Linked DNA regions of Mus musculus: regions 2 and 3 are each linked to region 1. A link is a contact called in public HiChIP or PLAC-seq data. All regions are on one chromosome and are shown on one strand. The core of a region is the stretch at or near the end of the contact, and the rest is flanking DNA. Distances in the headings are between cores, read along the strand shown.

Region 1 (3,588 bases), core at 231-2,730:
GAGTCTCAAGTTGTTATGTAGCTATGGATGGCCATGAATCGGAGATTCTCCTTTCCTGCTGAGGGTCTGGCACCAACCTCAGGGCATTTCGTGTGCTAAGCAAGCACTCTAATAGAGTTACAATTAGCTCAGCCAGTGGTCATTGTATTCTTTTTTTTTTTTTCCCCCTAAGAAAAAACGTAGAGCAATGATTCATTCTGTGACAAACAGATTTTTAATCCTTTGCAAAATAAGTAAATAAACAAAACCAATCACCACCACCCCAAACTTTCCAGGATATTGAACTGGGCACAGAGCCAAAACTCAAGTGTCAGTCAGGGACTCGGTTCTGGAATTTGCAGCGAGCTTGAAGCATGCGCACAGTAAGTGTTCTAGTCTTCTGGATAATGTTAATTACTGACAACCACCCCCTGCCCCCTTTTTGGTTATTTTTCGCGCCAGAAGAAAGCTACACAAATGGGCATTCTATGAAAAACGATCATTAACCGCAACGGTAGTGTGATTTTAGGTTTAAAAGGCTTCGAGTATTCTTAGTTATGAAAGTTGAGGGGCTTTGAGCTCGTAAGTGCACCTTGGAACAGCCGCGCTGTGTGGCCCTCCAGCCGGGCAGCGGTGCCAGCACTCGCGACCCAGAGGCCGCTGAGACCGCTCCGGAACCGAGATGCGCGTGCAGCCGCGTGCTAACCCGGCCCTTGAGCGGAAGCCCGCCCTTCTCGTGCTCGCGCGGCGCGCGGCCAGGAGCCCCGGGGCCGCGCCGGGACCGAGGGGCGGAGCCGGCGGTCCGGAGCGGGGTGGGCGGCGCAAACCAGTCACTTTCCGCGGAGTCGGCAGCCGCCTCGTGTGCCTCGGCGGCGCTTGAGCGGCAACAGAGTCCTGCGGCGGCGCGCGCGTCCGAGGTGCCCGGAGGCCCAGGTACGTGCGACCCCAGCTAAGCTAGCGCGGGACGGTTGACCAGGCGGTTGCGGCCCCGCTGCCTGCAGCCTGCCGCGGCCTCTGTGACGCGCGGTGCGGCCTCGGGGAACCCGCGGACGGCTGGCAGCAGGGACGGGGCGGGGCGAGCGCGGCGGCGGGGCAGGCGGAGCGGAGCGAGGGGCGGAGCCGGCGGAGGCCCCGCCCCGGGGCCGAGCAGCACGGACGCTACGGAGCAGGCGCGTCCCGCTGCCGCCGCCGCTGCCGCCGCCGCCGCCGCTGCTGCTGCCGCCGCCGCCACCACCGCCGCCGCCGCTCGCCCTTCTCGGGATCCGCCGCCGCCATTTGCACGGGAACCCCGGTGACAGGGGCTCGGCGGAGGGGCGGAGGGAGGGGGGAGGGCCTGCGAGCCCCGAGGGCGGGAGCGACGCCGCCGGCGCCGGCCAGGCTCCCTGCGCTACCGCGCCGCCCGTGGCGGAACCCGGGTGGCAGCGGCGGCGGCGGCCGAGGGCGGGCGTGCGCCTGAGGCAGCGGCGGCGGCGGCGGCCCTGCGGGCGGCCGGGAGGGGCGGGGGCAGCGGCCGCCGCCGTTTGATGGATCCGAGGATCGCCTGGTTCCAGCCAGAGCAGCTCGGACCGTCCAATAGTCTGTGGATGCAGATCTGGGAGACGACCCAGGGGCTGAGGAACCTCTACTTCAACCACCACTGTCACAGCAGCGGCGCGAGCAGCGCGAGCGGCGGGAGCGGCAGCGGCCCCGGCAGCCCCGGCGGCACGGCCCCGGCCCCGGCCGGCATGTTCCGCTCGGGGGAGCGCCCACTGGGCGGCCTCGCCGTGCCCGCGGAGCAGCGGGACTTCCTGCCCCTGGAGACGACCAACAACAACAACAATCACCACCAGCCGGCGGCCTGGGCACGGCGGGCATCGGCGGGCCCCTCGGCGTCGCCGGTCCCATCGGCTCCCTCGTCCCCGCGACCGGCGGCCGCACTCCCCGCCTCCGAGTCTACCGACCCGGCCTCGGGCAGCAGCAACAAGAGGAAACGTGACAACAAGGCCAGCACCTACGGACTCAACTACAGCCTGCTGCAGCCCAGCGGAGGGCGCGCGGCCGGAGGCGGACGGGCGGACGGCGGCGGGGGCGTGTACAGCGGGACCCCGTGGAAGCGACGGAACTACAACCAGGGAGTCGTGGGGTGAGTGCTGGCGTCGTGGCCTGCGTCTTGGAGGGTCGGCACACCCGCACAGCGGGGAACACGCCCACAGGCGGGAGGGGGGGATGATGGGTGGGGGATGGGGAGCCCCAGTGGGGCCTCCAGAGCATCGGTGGCCATTCATTCCTTCATAGCTTGACCAGTCTCGGTGGACCTTTCTTTGGAATTCCTTTGGAAAAAGTGGAGCTATCCTCTCCTTTTCGTAGTCATCTCTACCTTCCTCCTCTCCTAACTGTCCACACCTTCCCGATGCATTCTTGCTTGTCCTTCTCCTGGATCTTTCTATGCTCTAGAATTCAGCCTGCCCTCTGATCCCTTTCTGTCCTCCACACCTTGCTCCCCACCACCACACCCCAAGATGAAGCCCCTTAGCATCGGGCTAGTTAACTTCCTGAGAACGTTTCTGCCTTAGCGTCTTTAGATGTTAGGACCAGGAGGTGCTCTTCTTGCCAAGAATAGAAACATCCAGAATGCTCCTTCCCCTCCCCCAGTCCACGACGAAAATCTCCTCAGCCCTGAAAGACACTGCCTGCTCTTGATCCTTTGGCCCATCTTTTATATTTACTTAAGGAAAAAAAAAAAAAAAGCCAGTGTTTGCCATGTCTGTCGTGAGCAGAAAGCACTGAGTGACAGCTAGCTTGAAGTTGTCATAGATGGTGAGCTTTTCTGAGCCCTGACAGAACTTTGCAGGAGTTCATGGTCGGCAGCTTCTCACTGTGAGGTTGTCACTGTGGCAGAGGTAGCAGTGGTTTTCATTTAGGGGTGCTGGTGTTAGTGTGTGAATGTTGCACCACCGGTGACTTTGTGTTTAAAGTTCAGCTCTTACAAAATGGAATCTTACCTGAGCCCTAGTGAATTATGTACATAAGCTGGGAATGTTTCCAGCCTGCTTTTCCTTTGGGAAGAGCCCCTGTGTTGGCTGGATTAGGTTACTGAGTCTTTTCTTCTCGTTCTTTTTTTTTCCCTTTTCATAAACTTATGCTTTTGGATTTTGGTGTAGTGTGTGTGTGAGAAGTGTAGAGTGTGGTTTGTGTAGCTCCAGTATGGAAAACCAGCTCTGAAGGTTTTTGAGGGCAGTTTCTCGTTTTCAGGTACTGATCTGTAGTTAGGCCTCAGGAAATCAATCAGTAATCCCGTGTGAACTTTCTTAGACTCACCCAGTCAGCTCTGCCCTGGTTTTGGCAAGGAGAGATAGTTGTGTGTACCTTTTTGAAGGTTTGGTAAAATGAGTTGGTGGGTTCCATCTGCTGTAGTGGGCTGGTGTCTGCTCAGTACACTACTATTACAACTCCCACCTTTTATGGAAAAATGCAGTCATGTGGTTCAGGAGTGATGCTGGGGAATGCCTCATAGCTGCCCTCGTTTTCCAGAGGAGATCCTTCCTGGCTCAGGCATTTTTGCCAGCTTCAAGGGCGCTCTCCATGGTCATCACCTTACATTAAAGATTTGTGGTTCCATCCTGTTAGCCT
Region 2 (3,599 bases), core at 758-3,257, 400 kb after region 1:
CTCCATAGTGACACACTTTCTCTAACAAGGCCACACCTAATAGTGCCACTCTCCATGGGCCAAGCATTCAAGCCTATCAGTCTATGGGGGCCATACCTGTTCAAACCACCACAGTCGGGGCTACAGAGAGAAGGAAGAGTATAGAGAAGGTTAAATAAAATTAGGGGTGTATGAAAAAGCTGGTAAAAACTCATTGCTTTGTAAGAACATTAAAAATAAATCGTTTGAAAAAGGAGTTTGAACAGAGGTACTCTGTATGAGTGGTTAATGCCATTCCCAGAAGCCATAATTTTTTTAAGTGAGAATCCCAGTGCCATGTTTGGGGCTACCTGGAGATGCCTAAAATACAGCTATTGCCATGGCTTCTAGTTGCTTTCATAACTGGATACTAAGACCCTACAGCTGAAGACACAGATGCTTTAGATTCAGGGCTGGCGAGATGGCTCAGTGGGTAAGAGCACTGACTGCTCTTCCAAAGGTCCAGAGTTCAAATCTCAGCAACCACATGGTGGCTCACAACCACCCGTAATGAGATCTGATGCCCTCTTCTGGTACATCTGAAGTCAACTACAGTGTACTTATGTATAATAATAAATAAATCTTTGGGCTGGAGCAAGCAGAAGTCCTAAAATTCAATTCCCAACAACCACATGAAGGCTCACAACCATCAGTACAGCTACAGTATGCTCACATAGATAAAATAAATCTTTTTTAAAAAAATGCTTTAGATTCGAGACATAGAGAAGTCAAACTGGAACTGACCTCCTGCAAATTTCTTCCCTGGTGATTTGCTTTCACAGGGCCAGCGGTGCTCTTCAGACTACTTAGGGAGAGAAATCATCAATATTACCCAGCATCAAACCCTGAATATTTCAATACTGACCTTGCAGGAAGATGTGCCTACCAGCACAACAATGTCCTGAAGTTACAGGGATAGCCAACTGTCTTTTGCTTACCTTTGAGGCCTGCTCTGCAGGAGAGAATTCATGTCTGGCACTGTAAACCCATGGAAAGCCCATGGCTGAGGGTGTCATCAGCCCTGGGGTGGGGGCAGGACGACCCTACTACTGATGATGCTAAATGAACACACTGTCAAAGCGTCTTCCCTGCTCTCAAAAGCCAGGGAGGGAAGCTCCGTTTTGCCGGGGTCAGCTGTGAATGTGGACTCATAATTGGTTAGTGCCGAAAATAAGTGACTGTTGAGTGTTTATCCCTAAATAGGACATCTGCATTGAATCCCTGCCCCTAAGGCTCAAGAAACATTTCAGAAGAGGGGACAAGAAAAAAGGTGTTAAGAACAGAGGAGAGGAATGAGCACTGTGAGATGCTGTCTTCTGGACATGTTGCAGCCACTGTGAGAGGCTGTGCTTACCTGCATGAGACGTGAGATTGAGCCCGTGAGCGTTTCATCCTCGGTGGAGCAGGGTACCGGAAACCACAGCCCTATTAAGGAGTTAGTGACAGTTAATGAACAATGGGGGAGGGGGAGTCTTTTTTTTTTTTTTTTAAGGACACAGATGCTGGTAAGTCGCCCATGGTGCAGTAAACAGCCCATATCCATGCAATCATCCAAAACAAATTCGGTGGGTTACTGGGAAGAGTTCCAAAGGGCGTGGGAGAGGATAAGAGACTTGAGAGATGGAGTTGAATTGGATCAAAATACATTATATACATATAAGAAATTGTCAAAGCACAAAATCTTTTTAAAAGAAGGGGGTGGGGCGTGCAAGGACGGACATCTGGAGCCTGCCTATCCACCTGGTAATTGCTGAATTGGCGGTAGGAGGCATGAAGGAAAGAATGGACTTGCGCCCCTCTGTCAGCAAAGTGGGGGAGGGGAAGGTACAATATTGACTTTAACGCGGGGGATTTTAAAAGCCCCTATGTTCCCACTTTGTGCTTCGCTTCTCACGGGCAGGCCAGGACCTTTGAAGTCTGCCTGGCCCAGTGGGGAGCAGCTTCTGCTGAGAGAGATGCAGGAAGGGGAGGGCTTCTGTGGAGAGGCGATGTGGGAGGGGCGGGGTCCAGCTTTTGTGGAAAGGAGATGCTGAGAAGGGCCAAGGGGCGGGCTTCTGTGAAGAAGAGATGCGGGGAGGAGCTGGGGGCGGGGTTCTGAGCAGACTGGATGCAGGAGGGCTGGGGGGCGGGGGAGGGGCGGTCGGGCTTCTATGAAGAGGCTATGCTCATGGGGGTGGGAAAGGGGCCAGGGGCGGCGGAAACTATTAGGCACGCTCCAGCAAAAAGGCCGCAAATCCAATGATAATGTACATCTGTTTCAGGACTTTATAAGCTTTGAACATTTTTTATGGGCAGATAAGTGGGTCGTTTTCTTCCCATAACTTAGAACTTCAAAGCAGGATGTGTGGATGATGCAAATTGCTGAAATATGAGATTTTCCTACAAAGAGGCTTCCAAAAAAGACAGGAGGAAAGGATGGGAGGGACCAAAGGCTAATTGATGCCACAGCCTTTTATGTACATTGCAAAAAAACGGGACAGAAATTGATTTTTATGAAAACTCGATGGAGAGTGTGGGGGAGTCCCCCTGTGGGGTCTGAAGTGGCAATGTATGCTGTCCAGGCAGAAGTATGGCCTTGGCTTCTAAGGTACCCTCACTGCACCCAGGACATTAGGACAGTTTTAGGCCAGCCAAGGATTAGTCAACACAAGGCCTGGAACACCCATGGGGCCCACAGGCAAAAAGGATTTGGGGAAGCCTTGGGAGAGGCATTTTGTGGGAGCAGCGTGATCATGCACCCCACACCCTCTGTACACAGTTTCCCATGTTGTTTTTGTCTGCCCTACCTCACCCCCAACCCCTACTCTACCCTCAATCCCCCTCCACCTGACCCCTGTGCTGTCAATTAGCCAGTTCCTAAGTGGGGGCCTAATAAGCACCCTAGATGTGCTCAGTGAATGAATGAATGAATGAATTAATGAAAGAAAGAAAGAAAGAAAGAAAGAAAGAAAGAAAGAAAGAAAGAAAGAAAGAAAGAAGTGAGAAAATGGAGCTTCCTGGCAGCAAGGGTCAACCAGCTGCCTTGCCGTGAGTTTCTGTCCCACCATGGATGAAAATGGCTGTGTTCCCCACACTTATGTTTGACCCTGCGACCCTTTCTCTTGGTGGGTATGTATGTTAAGCCAGCCCAGGCAAAACGATTAGTTTTGCTAGTGATTGATTTGGGTAAGGTCATGTGGCCGGATCGGGGCCTATGAGTTGTAAAGGTGCAGCCCAGGAGGTACTTAAAAAATGCCAAGGCTGCAGCCATCTGACCAGCTGCCCTCGCATAATAGGGAGTCAGTAGAGCAGCCTAGAGGCTGCCACTGAGTTACTGCTCCTAGCTTCTGCCATAGCTGGCAGCCGCCCAGTTATGTGGCTTTTCTCTGGAGAGGGCTTCAAGACAATAATTTGGGTACATGTTTACTTTGAGGGAGGCGAGGAAGCAAGACGGAAGGCGGGGAGCAGCTGAGGGTCACTTCATCATAACCTTGTTCCCAGGAGAGTATGAAAATCTCCTGGGAGTTACCCCACCCCCTGTTGCTCCCGCCCACCCTAACAGAGCCAAGAAGCTGGGTGATTATCCACTGATTCCTGTCAGT
Region 3 (4,021 bases), core at 1,470-3,969, 460 kb after region 1:
AGGAAAAAAATGGGCAGTTAGGGGTGTGGGTCCCAGACTCAGAGCATAGTTTAGGCTGGAGAAGAAAGTGGGTTCTGTGGAGAGAGAGAGTTTAAGCATCCAGGCCATGGGACTTGGTACAACACCAGCCTTCCAGGGGTCTATAGCTTCCAAAATCATTGCTTGCTTTTGTCCGTTGGTAGGTTTATGTATTTGTTTGGTCTTTTTTTTTTTTTTTTTTTTTAGCTTTTAATTTTTTAGCTATTCATTCTCTCAGTGGGTTTTGGGAGGAAGCCAGGTTGGCTGTGTGTTTGTTTCACAAACCACGACTACATCATCTTTGTTTGCTAAATGCAGACGGTAGAGCAGTTGTTTTTCTGGGCTCTCATTATGCTAGAAGAGGACTGTGTATTGGTTGTATTGTTGGTAGTTTTTACTTTATCCTGAATGCTTGATGCCAGGAGTGTTTCAGAAAATTTTTTGGGTTTTAGAATATTTACATAAACAATGAATACCTTGGCAACCCGACCCACGTCTAACGACAGAAGTCATTTATATTTCATGCACACATGGCTGGAAGGTAATTCTACACGATGTTTCAATTTTCCTGTTGTGACATTGTGTCAGCACTTAGAATGGTTGGGATTTAAGAGCATTTGGACTTGGGACCTTCAGATTAGGGGTGTCCAACTTTTAATAGAAACCTTCCCACACTGTTCCTCTTCCTTCGGCCTTCTTGAAAATAGCAATGGCCTTTTCTTTGTTGTCTGTAGGCAAGAAGGCTGCTTGATCTCGCTGCGGTGAAGGCCAATGGACTGGCTGCCTTCCTTCTACAGCACGTCAGGGAACTACCAGCTCCACTGCCTCTGCCTTACGAGGGTACGTATTTGTCCTTCTGGTTAACACAGACCCCTGGTTAAAGAGCAAAGCACAAGGCAGTTAGCGTCCATGGATGGATGCCTGACGTCCTCCAGACTCAGTTCCTGCATCTGAAGCCTAGCAGCAACCTGACAGCAGTGAAGATGGAAAAGATGAGGGCATGGCGGCTCTCCCCCTTCCTTGCTCCCCAAACCACATGATACTCCCTGGAGCCAAGGCGTGTGGAGAGAGCCAGCTATGGGTACATCTTGCTGTCCAAATTGCATTCTAGACCAGACACAGATAGGGCTAGGATCTCTCAATCCACGAAACGTAGTTTCTCATGATCTGGAACTCATAACCAGGCAGACTTAGAAGGTGCAGTCTCATCCATGGTATGCTCAGCTGAGCAGTGAGAGAGGCTCCGGTGACACGGCTAAAATGTACCAGGCAGCCTGGCATACACTCTATGGAAATTTTCTGCCATTTACCAACAGTTCTGAGAAGTGGGTATTTGCTATGTTCCATTTCACAGATGGGAAAATTGAGGCTTGAGTAGCAAGATGGGTGTGACTGGAGTGTCCTTCTCTACTTGGGAGAAGAAGCCACCAGTTGCAGAAGGATGCAAGCCTGGTACTCCCCCAGTCTTGTTCTCATATAACTGGGAAGAAACCTAATATAGACTTCTGGTCCATGAACTATAGCTAACAGAAGGGACTATCATTCTGGCCTTGCCTTCTGTGCAGAAGCAAGTGTGTGGGCAGGACGGCTGGAGGCCTGTGCTTGGTACCCAGGTGTATACTGTTTCATACAAGAACAGGAGATGGAATTCACTGTGTAGATGCCACTGTGGCCCTTGGGGAGTATTTACTGACAATGTCATCAAGTATAGCTGGCCACATAGGCATTAGACAGTTCCCGGACACAAGATGCTTCTAAAGATGCCAATTAAGCAGGTGGACATGGTTGTACACACCTGTAAGTAGAGGCAGAGAGATCAGTAGTTCAAGGTCATCTTCCATTACAATATCAAGTTGGAAGTCATGAGACCCTCTCTCAAAAAAAAAAAGTAAAAATTGGGTTTATTTATTTTTTTAATGAAAATGAGAGACATTTCTTTAGTTCACTCTACCAAATTTCATTTTGCCTACTTATTTTTTTTAATTTGTGTGTGCCTGTATGCAAGTGTGCATGCACGTGTACGTAAGTGCACGTGTGTGTGTGTGTGTGTGTGTGTGTAGATGCATGTGAGTGTGCCATGACATGTACATGGAAGTCAGAAGACAACATTCAGGAGTTGGCTGTCTCTCCCATCGTAGTTTTGGAGACTGAACTCATGTCACCAGGCTTGGTATCAAGTGCTCTTACCCATTAGGCTATCGTGCCAGCACTAGGTTTGTTTGGAAGCTTTCAGTGATATTGGTAATGGCTAGAAGCTGGCATTCTAAGTCATGGCGTTGGAAAGGGGCCTGTGTATCTTTTGGTATATGGTCAGTGCTCCTGATATAGCCAAAGGGCAGAAAGAGCCACAAGGATCCTCGCCTTTGGGAACAAGAGGTCTCTAATACTGACTGCAGCAGCACGGCCTTTAATCCCAGCGCACACTGGGGCTCAGGCAGGAAGACTGCAAGTGGGAGGCAAGTCTGGGCTCCAGAATGAGACCCTGTGTCAGAAAAGAAGATGAGAAGAAGTGACAGCAGCCCAGGTGCCTGCTTCCTTTGTCTCTGCTGGTACTTCAGTGGCCTGAGAGCTCTCTGACAAAAACTAGCTTGCCTCTGAGTTGAGGCCAAATGGGCTGGTGCTTTCCCAGGGCCACAGAGGCCATGGTGGGGTGAAGGTGTTGACATCCTATGATGTCCTGTGACGTTCTGCCAGCCTGAGCCTCTGACCAGCACTTCCCCATTTCTTGAAAGGAGAACTAAGCTCTCATTAGGAAGTGCTTTGCACTGGCAGTAGGGCCCTGGATGCAGACAAGCAGGAGGAGGAAGGGGCAAGAAGGAAGTATCGGAAGGTTTTGACGAGGATTTGGCGCAGGCACCTGGTGATGCTGAGGTCTCAGAGTTAGCCTTTCAGTCTGACTAATCCATTTAGCATGTAAGATAACACAGACATGGGGGGCCGGGGGGGCGTCTGGGAATCAGATCTGGATGCTGCTCTCTGTGGCCATTTTTTTCTTGTGGTGGTGCAGACATCTACCAGAAGTAGCTCAAGAGGGGAAAGTTTCTTTGGGCTCCCAGTTTTTAGGACTGTACAATGTGGCCAGGAGGGTTGGTGGCTGGTGCAGCTTGACCCAAGGAGAGATAACAGGAGGGGCTGATTTCATTACAACAATGAATGGGAGGCAGAGAGCTCAGGTGGCAGTAGGCCGGGACATAGCCTTTGAGTCCTATCCTCAATGAACCGTATCAGCCAGCGAGATTCTGTATCCTAAAGGTGCTACCTCTACTGAGGCAGTACTATTAGCTGGGGACCAAGCATTCAGACACACAAGCTAATGGGGACATTTCAAATGAAAGCCTTAATAGTCCTTGTTTCTACAGCTAAGAACACTGGATCCTGGGAAGGCCAAATGGCTTGCCAAGCAAATGGTGGGCCTGAGTGTCAGACTTCAGAATTTGAAGACCTAAGCCCTGCCCCCTTCTATTTTCCATCAGAAATTGGCAGTGGACACTAAAGGGTGTCTCGGGCCACCCAACAGGAATAGACAATCAAGATACAGATCCTGCAACTCATACCCTCCCTGGTCCCTTCAGGAGTGCATAATAAGAATGACTGTGGCTAATGTCCTTTGTGTTGGATGCTATACTGACTAGGTGGCATGCACACCATCCTTGTTTAACCATATCAAAGTTCCCGGCTATATTCCTGCTTTGCAGGGGAAGAACCAGGTTTAGGAAGCCCCTGGGTCCTGTCCCCCAAACCCTCAGCTTAGAGGTGAATAAGGCAGGACAGATGCCCACTAGGACAGATGCCTACTAGCCCTTCCACACATTGCATTCCCCATGCAGGCTACTCTCTGTGTAGGTCCCGCTGTGACCGTGGCTTCACCCTCATTTGCCTCTTCTGTATCCTAGCTGCTGAGTGTCAGAAGTTCATATCTAAGCTGAGGACCATGGTGTTGACTCAGTCTCGCTTCCTCAGTACTTACGATGGGTCGGAGAATCTTTGCCTGGAGGATATATAC

Evidence for each region. HiChIP or PLAC-seq counts read pairs in DNA pulled down with a chosen protein or histone mark.
Region 2: an H3K4me3 HiChIP or PLAC-seq map of craniofacial prominence shows a contact between it and region 1, with 4 times the contacts expected there. The contact joins the enhancer-like site here to the promoter of Tent4b in region 1. A contact is called at or near these places in 4 of 39 promoter capture datasets (the HPC-7 cell line, HPC-7-derived erythroid cells, cranial neural crest and 2 more), 3 of 115 datasets of contacts at active chromatin or transcription factors (craniofacial prominence, embryonic limb bud and memory CD8 T cells) and 1 of 9 other capture datasets (embryonic stem cells).
Region 3: a contact with region 1 is called in an H3K4me3 HiChIP or PLAC-seq map of bone marrow-derived macrophages, with 6 times the contacts expected there. The contact joins the enhancer-like site here to the promoter of Tent4b in region 1. A contact is called at or near these places in 2 of 39 promoter capture datasets (the C10 cell line and the HPC-7 cell line), 1 of 484 Hi-C or Micro-C datasets (B cells), 2 of 115 datasets of contacts at active chromatin or transcription factors (bone marrow-derived macrophages and memory CD8 T cells) and 2 of 9 other capture datasets (adipose tissue and liver).

What each region holds. Positions count from the first base shown.
Region 1 is chr8:88,198,402-88,201,989 of GRCm38.p6, forward strand. It overlaps Tent4b (terminal nucleotidyltransferase 4B), which reads left to right and starts at 1,481. Exons shown (of 12, transcript NM_001372333.1): 1 at 1,481-2,101. The coding sequence starts at 1,503.
Region 2 is chr8:88,602,229-88,605,827 of GRCm38.p6, forward strand. No RefSeq gene overlaps it. Among named protein-coding and RNA genes, the nearest start is that of Snx20, 32 kb to the right of the region's middle. Within about 2 kb of position 2,008, at least 91 of the 459 cell types and tissues checked have an H3K27ac peak or open chromatin away from gene starts, as enhancers often do. A contact at or near this core is called in craniofacial prominence and embryonic limb bud, where this site is marked.
Region 3 is chr8:88,659,787-88,663,807 of GRCm38.p6, forward strand. It overlaps Nod2 (nucleotide-binding oligomerization domain containing 2), which reads left to right. Exons shown (of 13, transcript NM_145857.2): 3 at 753-858; 4 at 3,912-4,021. Among named protein-coding and RNA genes, the nearest start is that of Nod2, 14 kb to the left of the region's middle. Within about 2 kb of position 2,720, at least 93 of the 459 cell types and tissues checked have an H3K27ac peak or open chromatin away from gene starts, as enhancers often do. A contact at or near this core is called in B cells, the HPC-7 cell line and bone marrow-derived macrophages, where this site is marked.